2 separate regions of the Gossypium hirsutum genome follow, and region 2 is linked to region 1. A link is a contact called in public Hi-C data. All regions are on one chromosome and are shown on one strand. The core of a region is the stretch at or near the end of the contact, and the rest is flanking DNA. Distances in the headings are between cores, read along the strand shown.

Region 1 (3,534 bases), core at 317-2,816:
TTTCTCTCTTCCCATAGTCTTCTCCACCTCTCCCCATTGAAATTCAATGCTGAAGAAAAAGTTCTTCAAGTAATTGAAGAAAAATCAAAATAGCTTAAGTTAAAAGTTGAAACTTTACTTCCTATCTTCAACAGTGGACCTGAAAGCAAAAAAAAAATTTAAAGTAACATCATGATCAACAAAGTAAATTAACAAAAACCCACTAAGCATTAAAAATTACCAATCTATTTGTCCCCAAAACAATAAGAAAAGCAATAAAAGAGCAAATAAAGAATACCGCTTTTCTTCCATAACCCATTCCACATTTTTTTTTTTTGCAAATTTATACATTAGAAACAATTAACCAAGGAGTAAAAAACTGGAGTTACCCAGTAGCATATCTGATTTCCGGTTCAACCAATTGAAAGGATAGGTCAGCATAAATTATAAAAAAAAATCAAAATTTTTCAAAAAGAAGCAAACGAAAATCAGTATAAAAGAAGTATATAAAAAAAGAATTCTAAAGATATTAACATGTTTAATAAGCAGGTTTTAGTTTCGTGTTCAGCAAGACTTGGCGGCATCCAATATTGATAGAACATTTCCTAAATAGAAAAGGCGATGCAAAAAACAATTCCTGCATGCTAAGGTCGTCATTTTCATGATTTATACATGGGAAAGCTGCGCTCAAAGTTGCTTAAAACTTGACCAAAAAAAGAAAAGAAAAGAAATCATTATATATTTCTGGTTTGGCACTAAAAGAGAAAGAACCCAAGCTCGGTTTTGTGTTTGACCAAATCAAAATTGGAAATTGTATCGTTAAGAGCGACTTCAATATCACCAGATCGACAGATGAACACCCATCCAAACCAGACAAACATTCAGGGAATAAAAATAAAATACTCAAAGATCTAACCTTAAACTGAATGAAGAAGATGTGAAGAACCGAAGAAGAGAACAGAATGAGACCGTAGAGCAGTTGGTCAGTTAAAAGGACGAATTAAAGAAAAAGAATAATTGAAAATCAATCAGATGCCCTAAGGGCCCCAATTTGGGCCTTTCAATCTATGATCGCTTGGGCTAAAAAGAGTCCAAATCAATGAAAATATTATATCATTTCCGGTTTTATTAGATTTTTAACAGCTTTTCATCGTTTATATTTTATTCGTTCTCGATTTCCAACTTATCTCCCATTTTTACTAATCCAGTCTCTTTATTCTTTAAGCACTTCTATGTTTCACTTCCAAAAAAGAAAACAGTTCTAAATTTCGATTGAATCCATAAATCCGATCTTATTTTTTATCATTGAATTTCTCCTAAATTATCTGTTCATTAAATTCTCTCAGCAACCAAACACAATAGAAATATATGAATCAAAAGTAAAAAAAAAAAAACTGTGCTTACCAAAATCCTGGAGTTTCTCTGTTTCCACTCAGCTTCTGATTCATTCTCTTTTTTCTTTTTTACTCTGTAATTTTTTTAAAAAGAATTTTTTTTTTCTTTTAATTACAGTTTTGATCTTTGGGATCTTAATAAATAGAAACGAGAGAGATTTGATTTATAGAGAGCGATTCAATGCCTAGAAAACATCGCTTTCTCTCCATCTCTATGTGCGTATTCTCTTTTGTCTTCTTAGAAGGACCTAGATTCCACATTGCCTCAACTAATAAGGAATTGCCACGTGTTCATAGATCAACGATAGGCCCACGTTAAGCGATCGCTTTTCATGCCCTTTACCATGTGGCAAACAAATAGGGGCGACCATTTTGTTTCAATGTTTGTGGCCTCCCGCACTGAATCTCCACTCTCGGAAAGGTGCACACTTTTTTCTCTTTCTTTCTTTTTCATGCAATTATAATTACAAATTATATTGTTTTAGCTAGTAAATTTTCATTTTTTTAATAACATACCATAGTACAATTTATTAATAGTATATAAATTCATATATGGTGCATCAAATGCAAACTTTTTAATTAATGCTTAAGAAAGTTCCTATTCCTTTCCTACTTCCCTTGCTGGTAAAAGAATTTGGAGTTGATATAAGAGATAATATATAATTTGGCCTTTAAATTTATTTATTTGTACCTAGATTATTCTTAAATATTTTTGGATTCAATTTATTCTTAAACTTGTATTCTATCAATTAAGTTAGTCCATTCACACTAACATCATTAGTTTGTATTATCGTAACATTTATAACTAATGCGGTGATATCATGTGGCAACCTCTCATAATGTCACGTGACAAACATAATTTATATATTTACATTTATATATATTTTTTTAATTTATGTTTTTTCACTTAGCACATTGTTATCGCATGGCTCTATCGAATTGATTAGGTCCAAAATAAAGTTTAGGAACCACTTAAGTATAAATGAATAAGTTGAGGGGCCTAATTGTATATTAACCCTTCATATATTCTATTGATTTGTGTGACTATTCTAAGTTTCTTTTTCTCCCTTTTGGGGGTTTTCTTGTGGGGACATAAAGATGGCATGATAGAGTTTCTTCTTGCAATTGAGTGTATATTTACAAATTTAAAAAGGATTTTCTTCCATATGCCAACTTTTCCAATGCTAGGAAACTAACATGAATTTTATTTATTCAAGATGAAAATGTGTAAAGTCAAATTTGGATATGGAATGTTTAAACAAGTCAAGTTTGCTTTTAATTCTATTTTGAAGAAATAATTCATTATAGGATTACCCAAGCTAGCCTTCACTGTTATTTGAGCTTAGGTAAATGTCGTATGTATATATATATGCGCTCATATGAATATACTCGAGAAAAATTAATGTTACCAATCAAACTTGGTACAATTAGTGAAAGTAGAGATTTTGGGTATTGAGTACTTAAATTCAAGATTTATTATGTGTTAGTATGTGTAAATTTTCGAATTTCTTCATGTGTGAGTTTTAGTCTAGTGTATCAATTTAATTTAACATTGTAATTTTTTTTATGATAAATGTGAAGTATTTGTATTGTAGTTATAAATGTACCATATCAGCTGGTCTTTCATAGCTGTGAATTGGGAGCTTAGAAGGCATCTTATTACACAATTATTGATGACCAGGGTCCATGATTGTGTTTTTCATAGGAAGACTCAGAATACATACTCTTATCTCAATGGAAATTCCAGGGAAATTTCGGCCACATTGACGCATGCTAGATATTCACTGGTGTTGCATTCAATGGGAGATTAGGAAATGTCACAGGCACTCCAAATCCCAAAGTCAACGAGAAAATTCTCTTTTAATTTAAATCTATCCATATCATCAATGAATATTTTAAACTATATCATTCCTATCTGCTTCTTCTTGTCACTTTCTCAAAGAAACAAACAAGTTGCAGATTGGAAGTCTGACAACGCTGCATATTTTTCTGCAATTCAATCTTACTTTAGTTACCAGGAAATTTAAGTGAAACTGAGTTTCCGCAGTAGGCATGAAAATGGTATGAATGGAATATTGCCTATTTGCCATTCACTTTCATCACTCGGTGTCATCAAATTTGTATTGTTATAGTGAGCAATGCTATTCTTGTTTCTCTTGGG
Region 2 (3,476 bases), core at 234-2,733, 180 kb after region 1:
TCAGTACAATGTACAACAAAAGAAGAATCGATCAAAGCCAAATCAATTTGAAAAGAATCTGACAAAATCTAAACATGACATATTCACCCACAATTTTTTAATATCTTATATGGACAAACAAAATTTAAAAACGTAATAGAAATTTTAAAGTCCTTAAATAAATAAATAAACCTCAGGATATATAAAACTTTCAAATATCTTACATTGATATAAAACGCAAGTAAACAAGAAGTTTAAAGTTCTAAAGGCAAAAGTAGCCTACGAAATTATGCTGTTCAATCAGAGAACCAGCAAGAGTTCCATGATTTTCGAAAAGACATTGAATTCAATTTGTCATTAAATTTCATTGGTTCACGGAGATCTTTTAAAAAAGTGATGTCCAATAAATCAGAGTTCGGATTATAAAGATAGATGTAATATCAAAGACAGGGCGTGACCACAAAGTAAAAACCAATGAACCCATAAGGGCCAAAGTTCAGTGCAGAGATTGGAGCAATGGCTGGCTTGAATTGACCATTTCATGCAATAGCAATGGTGTATTTAAGAGTAAAAGGGGGAAGGGGGTGGTTCATGGACCACTATGACTTGCAAACTAGAGACCAATGATTTATTGCTCTCATTAATAGCTTTGGGGCTGGCTGGCATTTGCTGTCACTGACCATGGCCATGGAAGGATTATATTTGCTGCTCATCTGATAATGAAGGATATTAAAATTTTAGAGATTTTTATATGTCAGTATTTGTGATTATTTTGTTTCAATAAATAATTATTTTTCAAAAATATTATTTTGTTTTGATATGTATAAGTTTGTTATAAAAAAATTAGGTTATTAAAGTTTCATGCCCAAAAAATAATTATAAAATATGAATATTGATATTAAAAATAAATATATAAAAAATTTCAATATGGATATCGTAAATTTGTTAAAATATTAAATATTTTTAATAATGTAAAAACATGATGATAAATTTAGCCATTAATATTCATATCTTTTGTCAATTTGACCATTATTTTTTAAAGTTAAATTTAGTCTCCAACTCTTTAAAAAAGTCAAATTTGACCATCAACCTTTTAAAAAAGAGTTGAATCATTATTTTTTAATAAAAATACTGACTAAAATATTAAAATTTTAAATATTATAACTTGCATGACAATCCACGTGTACCTAATGTTTTTTTAAATATTTATATATATACTTTTTTTGAATTTTTTATTTTTTAAATATTTTATAATTTTAAAAATTATTTGTTGGTGTGACTATATAAGACTATGCCAACTGTAGTGACAATTTTGGCCCGAGCCCGCTAAAAACCCCAAATATAAATATAATATGTACAAATAAATAAATAAATAAATAATAACCACAGTCCATTAATGTCCTATTGCAAGCCCAAAGACCCAAAACAGTCCCTCTGGCCCAAATCTAGTGGCCCAATACTTAAAATGAGCCCAAACGGCCCGAAAGCCAAGCCAAATTTCGGCAAACCCTAGGGCAAAGGTGTCCTCGCGCCGCAGCCTTCACAAGCAGCAACCACATCGCCCCACGCCCACCCTCCGTACGATGCCAGCGTCTCAGCAGCCAGCACAGCCCCGTACCCGAGCGCCACGCACCCTGTACTTGCAGAAAAGGGACAAACGCACAGCAAAACAAACAAAAACAACGAAGAACATTGTATTTTCGATTTTTCTTTTTTATGTTTACCCCATTCGGCTATAAAGCCAGGGGATTTAATCAGTTGTAAGGTTTTTTTTTACGCGCAAATATGCAACAAAAATCACGAAAGCAATACAAAGTAATAAAAAAGGTGACTTTCGAATCAAAAAAATCCCTCAATACTTTACTCCCTCCGTCTCTTTTTTTTTCTTTCGTGGGTTTGTGATTCTGGTACTCGAAAAAGAGAAAGGAATAAGAGGCTTACCTCGCGAGTTCGCCGTTAACTCCTCCTTGCTTCGCCGAAATCGAGGGCAGAGGGGTCTTGAGGCTGCAAATGCTCTTCAAAAGGCGTATACGCCGCGGTTGGGGACACCGGAGGCTAGGGCCAAATGACATGGCTGAAGGCGGCTATGGAAAATGGGTCTAGGGTTTGAAGGCTTTGAAAATTTGGTAAAATGGGGTTTTTATACCTGTGGGGATGACGTCGTTTGAGGCTTACTACCGTGGCCAAAAAAACGGCGTCGTATAAGCCTATTCGTCCGACCCGATCCAGTTTGCTGCCCTGATGACCCGCGTGTTTTTGCGGTGAGGGATTATTTTCCATATCAGTCCCTCCCTTTCGCGCCGCATTCAAATCAGCCTATGTTTGTGTTTCGTTTTTTTTATTAATTTAGTCCTGTAATTTACACGCATTTGCAAATGGATCCGCGCCTAAACGCAGCATTTTGGGATCTGGTATATTGCCAGTTTTAGTCCCTAGATGTTTTCGGGCATTGACTATTGGTCCTTCATTATTTTTGTTTATTTTCAAATTTACCTTGTGTGTTTTAGTTTAATTTTAATTAGGTCTTTTTATTTTATAACTTTATAATTTTTTTATTTATTTACTTGTATATTTTAAGCAACTTTGATAATTATTTTTTTTAGTATTGTAGATTCGTTTTTTGTAATATCATTATCATACTTTGTACATCTTAAATGTTTTTTTCTTTCATGTTATTATGCATATACATGTTTTATAATAAGCTAATGTCACTTCATACATATAATGTTTTTTTATTCTAACCATATATTTTGGCATGTATTCTTGCTATGATAATATGTTCAGTATATATGCTTGCATAGAATTGTTTTTTTTACTTACTTATATTAGCACACATGTTTGATTTTTATACATTAATTTAAGCCTACGTATTATCATTTTTACGTTATCTTATATATATATATTTGCTTTTAAATTTATATGTATCATTAACCCAAAGCCATCTGCTTCATAAAATTATTTTAGACATCACCCATTTCAAAATTCTTCTTGTACAGACATACGAATATTGAGATGTAGGTTTGATTCATATATTTCCTTAAATCCATGTGTTTTAACATATATTTTTGCTATTCTTAAATCCATGTGTTTTAACATATATTTTTGCTATTTAAATATGCTTGGTACATGTGTTTTGAATAAAATTTAAGTTGTTTTATATTTATTTACATTAATACATATTTTTGATTTACGTACATTATTAAACCCATATTTTATATACATAGTCTTCTTTATATAAGTATGCTTTTAAGTCCATCATTTGCAATAGGAATAATTCGAACTTGAATATGTTTCTATGGTATTTTTTTTATAAGCAATTATTTCTAATTTATATACATATATATATTTTAATTTGTGATAAAATCAACCCAATTTTTTTTATATATATAACTCATATTTTAATTCCATGTTATATTGTATATAATTGCTTCAAAATTCGTTCATACACATATAAGTATTCTTAACTTTCCTCTTATAAATTATTTCAAACTCAAGCA

The links. Hi-C and Micro-C count contacts between places; a contact is called where the count stands out from the background.
Region 2: a contact with region 1 is called in a Hi-C map of leaf, with 2.5 times the contacts expected there. The contact joins the enhancer-like site here to the promoter of LOC107932929 in region 1. A contact is called at or near these places in 4 of 34 Hi-C or Micro-C datasets (callus and leaf).

What each region holds. Positions count from the first base shown.
Region 1 is chrA07:16,173,964-16,177,497 of Gossypium_hirsutum_v2.1, forward strand. LOC107932929 (calcium-transporting ATPase 1, endoplasmic reticulum-type) reads right to left here and starts at 1,567. Exons shown (of 9, transcript XM_041117655.1): 1 at 1,384-1,567; 2 at 1-139. The coding sequence starts at 37.
Region 2 is chrA07:16,353,843-16,357,318 of Gossypium_hirsutum_v2.1, forward strand. No RefSeq gene overlaps it. Among protein-coding and RNA genes, the nearest start is that of LOC107932919, 28 kb to the right of the region's middle. Within about 2 kb of position 1,484, at least 9 of the 9 cell types and tissues checked have an H3K27ac peak or open chromatin away from gene starts, as enhancers often do. A contact at or near this core is called in leaf, where this site is marked.